Linked DNA regions of Danio rerio: region 1 is linked to region 2. Evidence: chromatin contacts called from public Hi-C data. All regions are on one chromosome and are shown on one strand. The core of a region is the stretch at or near the end of the contact, and the rest is flanking DNA. Distances in the headings are between cores, read along the strand shown.

What was found. Hi-C and Micro-C count contacts between places; a contact is called where the count stands out from the background.
Region 1: a contact with region 2 is called in a Hi-C map of embryo, with 2.4 times the contacts expected there. The contact joins the promoter of nol4la here to the enhancer-like site in region 2. A contact is called at or near these places in 6 of 18 Hi-C or Micro-C datasets (caudal fin, embryo, hematopoietic stem cells and 1 more) and 1 of 4 datasets of contacts at active chromatin or transcription factors (embryo).

The regions. Positions count from the first base shown.
Region 1 is chr8:25,230,295-25,232,994 of GRCz12tu, reverse strand. It overlaps nol4la (nucleolar protein 4-like a), which reads left to right and starts at 1,405. Exons shown (of 11, transcript XM_073910355.1): 1 at 1,405-1,633. LOC141375629 (a long non-coding RNA gene) reads right to left here. Exons shown (of 4, transcript XR_012384310.1): 4 at 2,247-2,700.
Region 2 is chr8:25,184,304-25,187,003 of GRCz12tu, reverse strand. The region is part of intron 2 of nol4la (nucleolar protein 4-like a); the gene reads left to right. Among named protein-coding and RNA genes, the nearest start is that of nol4la, 46 kb to the left of the region's middle. Within about 2 kb of position 1,278, at least 4 of the 62 cell types and tissues checked have an H3K27ac peak or open chromatin away from gene starts, as enhancers often do.

The DNA.
Region 1 (2,700 bases), core at 156-2,655, 46 kb before region 2:
AAAAATAATTTATCCATTTTCCCCCATCTATCCTTTCTTTTTCATTTTAAGCATTACACCTTTCTCTCCCTGCTTGTTGTAACCACATGCGTCATAGTTGTCACCGCTGGTTATAATGGTGTACTGTAGTCCAGAGACAGTCAGACAGTCAGTCTTCACATATGGTGTCCCACACACACACACACACATGCTCAGTCTGCTGTGACTTAAGGGCACACACAGATGTATAAACAAACATATTTACACACATATAAAAGACCTTTATAAATGACCCTCTGTGTCCATCAAGAGTTCAAGTCTGTCCCATTAGTGAAGACCTCCCTCCTTCAGCATCTTCAGCCTCTGCTTCTCCCCCATTCACTGCTCATTTCCTGTTACTTGGTTACCGGTTGCCTCGAACTGCTTGGGCCAATTGCGTTGCCATGGCAACCATGCCCATTCTGTCATCTCCCAACAGCCTCTTGGCTCTCCTGTCCTGACATTCCCCGCTGCCCCCCAGCCCGAGCGCCCGGGTCCTGGCCCACCCTGCGCCAATGTCCCGCGAGGCTGTCTGTGTGTGTTTGCCCGCCTGTGTTCAGTCGTGTGTTTCTTCCCTCCCCCCCGATTCTTCCTCAGTCAGGACGACAAACAGACCGACCACCTCCCTGTACAAGCAATTTAACACCTGCTGAAGAATTCATGCCTGATCTGCATGGAAAGACAGAGGTGAAGAGACAAACCCTGCTGAAATAAACAACAGAAGCCATCATATAATTTGTAATGTTTTGTCATGGATATGTGGGAAATTGCATTGGTTTTAATGAAACTGTAATGGTGGTTTAAATATCCACTGGTAATTGTTTGGGCCTTCTATTGGTGGCATGTTGAAAACAAGAAATCCTAATAGAATAAGTCCCAAAACACATTAGATATCGTTAAAACTGGTTTTGATCGGCAGACTTTGATGGATTGTATTGTTCTAAAGATATGTGTAATCTATTAGTAGTTCTGTGATGGCTTCCATTGTTTGCTTTTGTTTTTCAGCAGCAAGGACTGAGGCAAGAAACTGGAAACAGCTATTCATAGTTGTTCCTGGAGAAATAAAACACAGAACAAAATGCCCAAACAAGTATAAAATGTAGCATGTTGGTGGTCCTCGATGACTTAAATTCAATATTTTACTGATTTTGAAGTCTTATGATGCTAATTAGTTTGAATCTCTTGTGGCGAAATGTTTAGAAGAGTGATTTTTTTCCCTCGATGCTCTGCATTCAGAATATATATTTTTTTATAAATGAAATAAGTGAGATAGTTCGGTCATTACTCTGGAAAAAATAAATGAAGTGAATTAACTGATTGGATTTATTTAGCATCTCCCAGACAAAAGCCTACAGCATTATAAGTGCAGTTTCGCGACTGAACTTTAGGTGGCAGCAGCGAATAGATCATCCGTCAACTTCACATTAGGCCTCAACTGAGAAACATTAATGTTTGTTGTCAGTTTTTAAACTTCATGGGATTCAGCTTTCCTTCTCAGCCTATGTTTTAATCTCTCAATTATTTTAGGTCTGATAAAATCGGTCAAATGTTTTGTCGAGAGAACTTGATAAAACAGCTTTGACGAACGGAGCGTTGGCCTCAAGTTATATTACAGGTAGGTATAGTTCACCTCAAAACGAAAATTCTATTGTCATATTGTTGCAAACCGCCTTTCTTCTGTAGAGCACATGTAATGGTATTTTGTTGAGGGTTTAATCTGTCCTTGTTCATAATGAAAGTAAACAGTGATCTTAGGCCCAGTTTTCAATTGACATTGAGATATGTTTTCTTCAATTTGATCACAAGTTTACGAATACATTTTGAAACATGAACAAAGAACAATGTCCTACCTTGTTAAATTGTCCTAACGTTACCTTCCATTCAAAAAGTAGGTTGCACATTTTGATGCAATATGCTAACTTACCTATCAGATTTTGCTACCAGTGTAAATTTTAATGTGGAATAGTGTGATATGAAGCCCTAACCTAAATAATCCCTATCTCCAACCTCAGAACCATTCAAATTAGGGATGTCGCGATACCATAAATTTACGATACTATACCAGCTGAAGTATCGTGACACCATTGGGATACTGTAATTCATAATTCAAATTTATGAAATATAGAAAATTGTCAGAAATACTATATTTATGTTATAAAATGTCTACTTGAATTTAATTCATAATTCCCTTATTATTGAAAAAGTATTTGCACATCTGCACTTCACCTATAATGCATTAGTTCTTTTTGTTTATTTTGTAGATAAATGACCAACAAAAAATACATTAAAAAAAGATACAAATTATACAGAAAGAAATTTGTTACAAAAATGTTCATTTTGTACAAAATGTGGCTATATGAAGAGGTCAAAAATTGTTTCAATGTTTGCTCTTTTGGGCTTTTTTTTGTTTTTCAGTCTTATCAGCTAAGAATCCAACATAATTCAAAATTTCACTTTGTGAGTCGTTCTTTTTAAGAGATTGTTGCAGTTGTTGTGGCTACTAAATCATATTGACAGAAACAGAAATGAACTGATTCAGATGTGCGTTCGAACTGAATCATCAGAAAACGTATAACAGGCTACCACGAAAGCCATGATTTCTACATACTTTTGCAACCTTAAAGTACTTCACAGACTATTCAAATAAAATGGTCTATTGTTGCACAAATGTGTGAGCATTTT
Region 2 (2,700 bases), core at 29-2,528:
TTTTATATTGTTATTTTTTATTTTATTATATTTTGTTTTGTTTTATTTTTTAAGTTTTATTTTTTATTTATTCTTTAATTATATTGTATTATATTTTATGTTATTTATTAATTTTATTTAATTTTTTATTATTTTTGTGTATTTTTTTATTTTACATTTTTAATTGTTTAATTTAATTTGTTTTATTTATTTTTTATTTATTTTAATTTATTTTTTATTTTATTTAATTTTAATTGAATGATATTATATTTTATTTGTTTTTATTTATTTTATTTTTCCATTTTATTTTATTTTTACTGAAAATGTTTATATTAATTAATCAACAATTACTGCAGATTAATAGATTGAAGTCTATAAAGATAAGTTCAAAAATGGATGTTGATATTTTTTAAGAGTATATTTTATTTTAATTTACTTTATTTTTTATTTAAGTTAATAAATTGAAGACTTTGAAGTTAAGTTCTAAAGATATATGTTAATATTATATATATATATATAAATAATCAATTTTAAAGCATTAATAAAACTATAGAAAAATAAGTTAAATTAAATTGGGAAAATACATAATTGTAATTGCATATACATTTATAATACAAGCTATATTATTATTATTATTTTACTAATACCATTATTAATAACTATATTCATATTAATGTAGCTGTTGAACACCATGTAACTATGTTATAATTACTTTTTTAACTTGTGCATTTTTAGATATGTATCAATTCAAGTTTAGTCATGGTTAGTGTGACTAAAATAAGGTCACCCCTTCTGTCCTGACCCACTACCTCTCATACTGCTGCTGTCTGCACAGTGCCCTCTAGTGGTGGCCTGAGGTAAATGCAACCTTGCTTTATTGAGCCTGAGACCACTAAAGGGGCACCTATAATACCACTCCCTTAGATTTCAGGCATTTCCATTGTAACTTTTTATTATAAAATGAAATTAATTCATGTGGCTATAAAATATTACAATATTACTTGACCACTTAAACAAGTGAGAAAAGAGGGCCATTTATTGTTTCGGGACACACAAAGGGAAAGAAAGCACCCCCGATATTGAAGATGCAGAAGGGTGTTTTTTTGTGTGTGTGTGTTATGTGTGTGTGATTCAGGGGTGGCAGGGGGCTGCACAATGTCCTTGGGGCAACGTTCACCTCGTCTCCTCAGCCCGTGCCCCGGAGAGCCCTGCTGTCAGGTCTCATAGCACGAGCAGCCCACAGAGAGCAGCCCTGCCAGCCGGGGAGGAGGGGGCAGTCTGGGAGCATGGCATTCTGGGAGGTGCGGTTTTCCCCAGTTGGCCTTTTCCCTCTGTGCCGCCTGAAGGGGGGAGGGTGCTGGGCCTGCTATTCCTACTGCTCCATCACCCTCTCTGTGTGAAGGTCGCACTCAGAAAGCCTCCAGGAGAAGAAAGCTAGAGCAGAAGAGAATGGAGGGAGAGGGGATAGAGATGAGAGACACCAGAAAAGACTGGAAAAGAGAGGAAAGCAGGCATTGAGGAGGAGGAAGGAGTTGTAGAGCATTCAGTTGCACGCGCATTGTTATTAGTGTGGAAAACCTACAATGCTTCCTAAATAAGCAGCTGCCTTCTGAAGCAAAGTGGACAGCCTTTATGCTGCAGGCACTGAGTGTCTTAAAATGTATCATCAGTGGGGAGCTTAGAACGCAGGAGAGCTTCACATTGCTGGATAAATTAAAAACAATGTTTAGAGATTAGATAGATAGATAGATAGATAGATAGATAGATAGATAGATAGATAGATAGATAGATAGATAGATAGATAGATAGATAGATAGATAGATAGATGAATAGACAGACAGATAGACAGACGGATATATATACAATAGGTTGACACAGACAGACAGACAGATATACAGTAAATAGAGACACAGACGAATAGACAAAAACGAAAGAAAGAAAGAAAGAAAGAAAGAAAGAAAGAAAGAAAGAAAGAAAGAAAAAAAAAAAGAAAGAAAGAAGTTGCTACCAATATCAAACACACCTGCCTGTAATTATTAAGTGCTGCTTCAGGTCCTTATTAATTGATTGAGATTTTTGATCAGGGTTGGTGCTGAACTCTGCAGGAAGGTAGGCCTCCAGGAACAGGGTTGAGCACCCTTGATTTAGAAGCTTCTGAAGTGAACCTCCACAGTGGACACTTGACTGTCCCATGAGGCCATAAGACAGCATTTGTGAATGACAGTAAAGCAACGCAACTGCTTGTAGGTCATGTCATAAGACAATGACAACATATTCATCGTAAATATAACAGAACAATTGAATTTTGCAATAAAGTTTGTGTGTAGTCAAAATGTACAGTGTTTATTGTGCTTGTGCACATTGTTATTTTTTATTGAGCAAAAAATCTTTGCGAGTTAATCCTCTGAAAAAAAGTGTGTTTTGTTAATCTTCAATCAAAGTCTGATCGTTTGCTTCTGCGTTTGGAGTTGTGGTCCTTCTACGTTAGTTTGAAGACTTAAAACAATATTCTTAACCACGCCCTCTCAACCTTATTTGCTATGAGTGAATGATGTGCATCTCCTCCCCCTACTCAATTTAAGTACATCAACATTCTGAAATAAAGCCACAGTTCTGCATTCAGAACAGAATGTTTTATTGTCAGATCCATTTTTAAAAGGCACTTGTTTCCACCTACTGGTGTAACAATGTGATAGATAGATAGATAGATAGATAGATAGA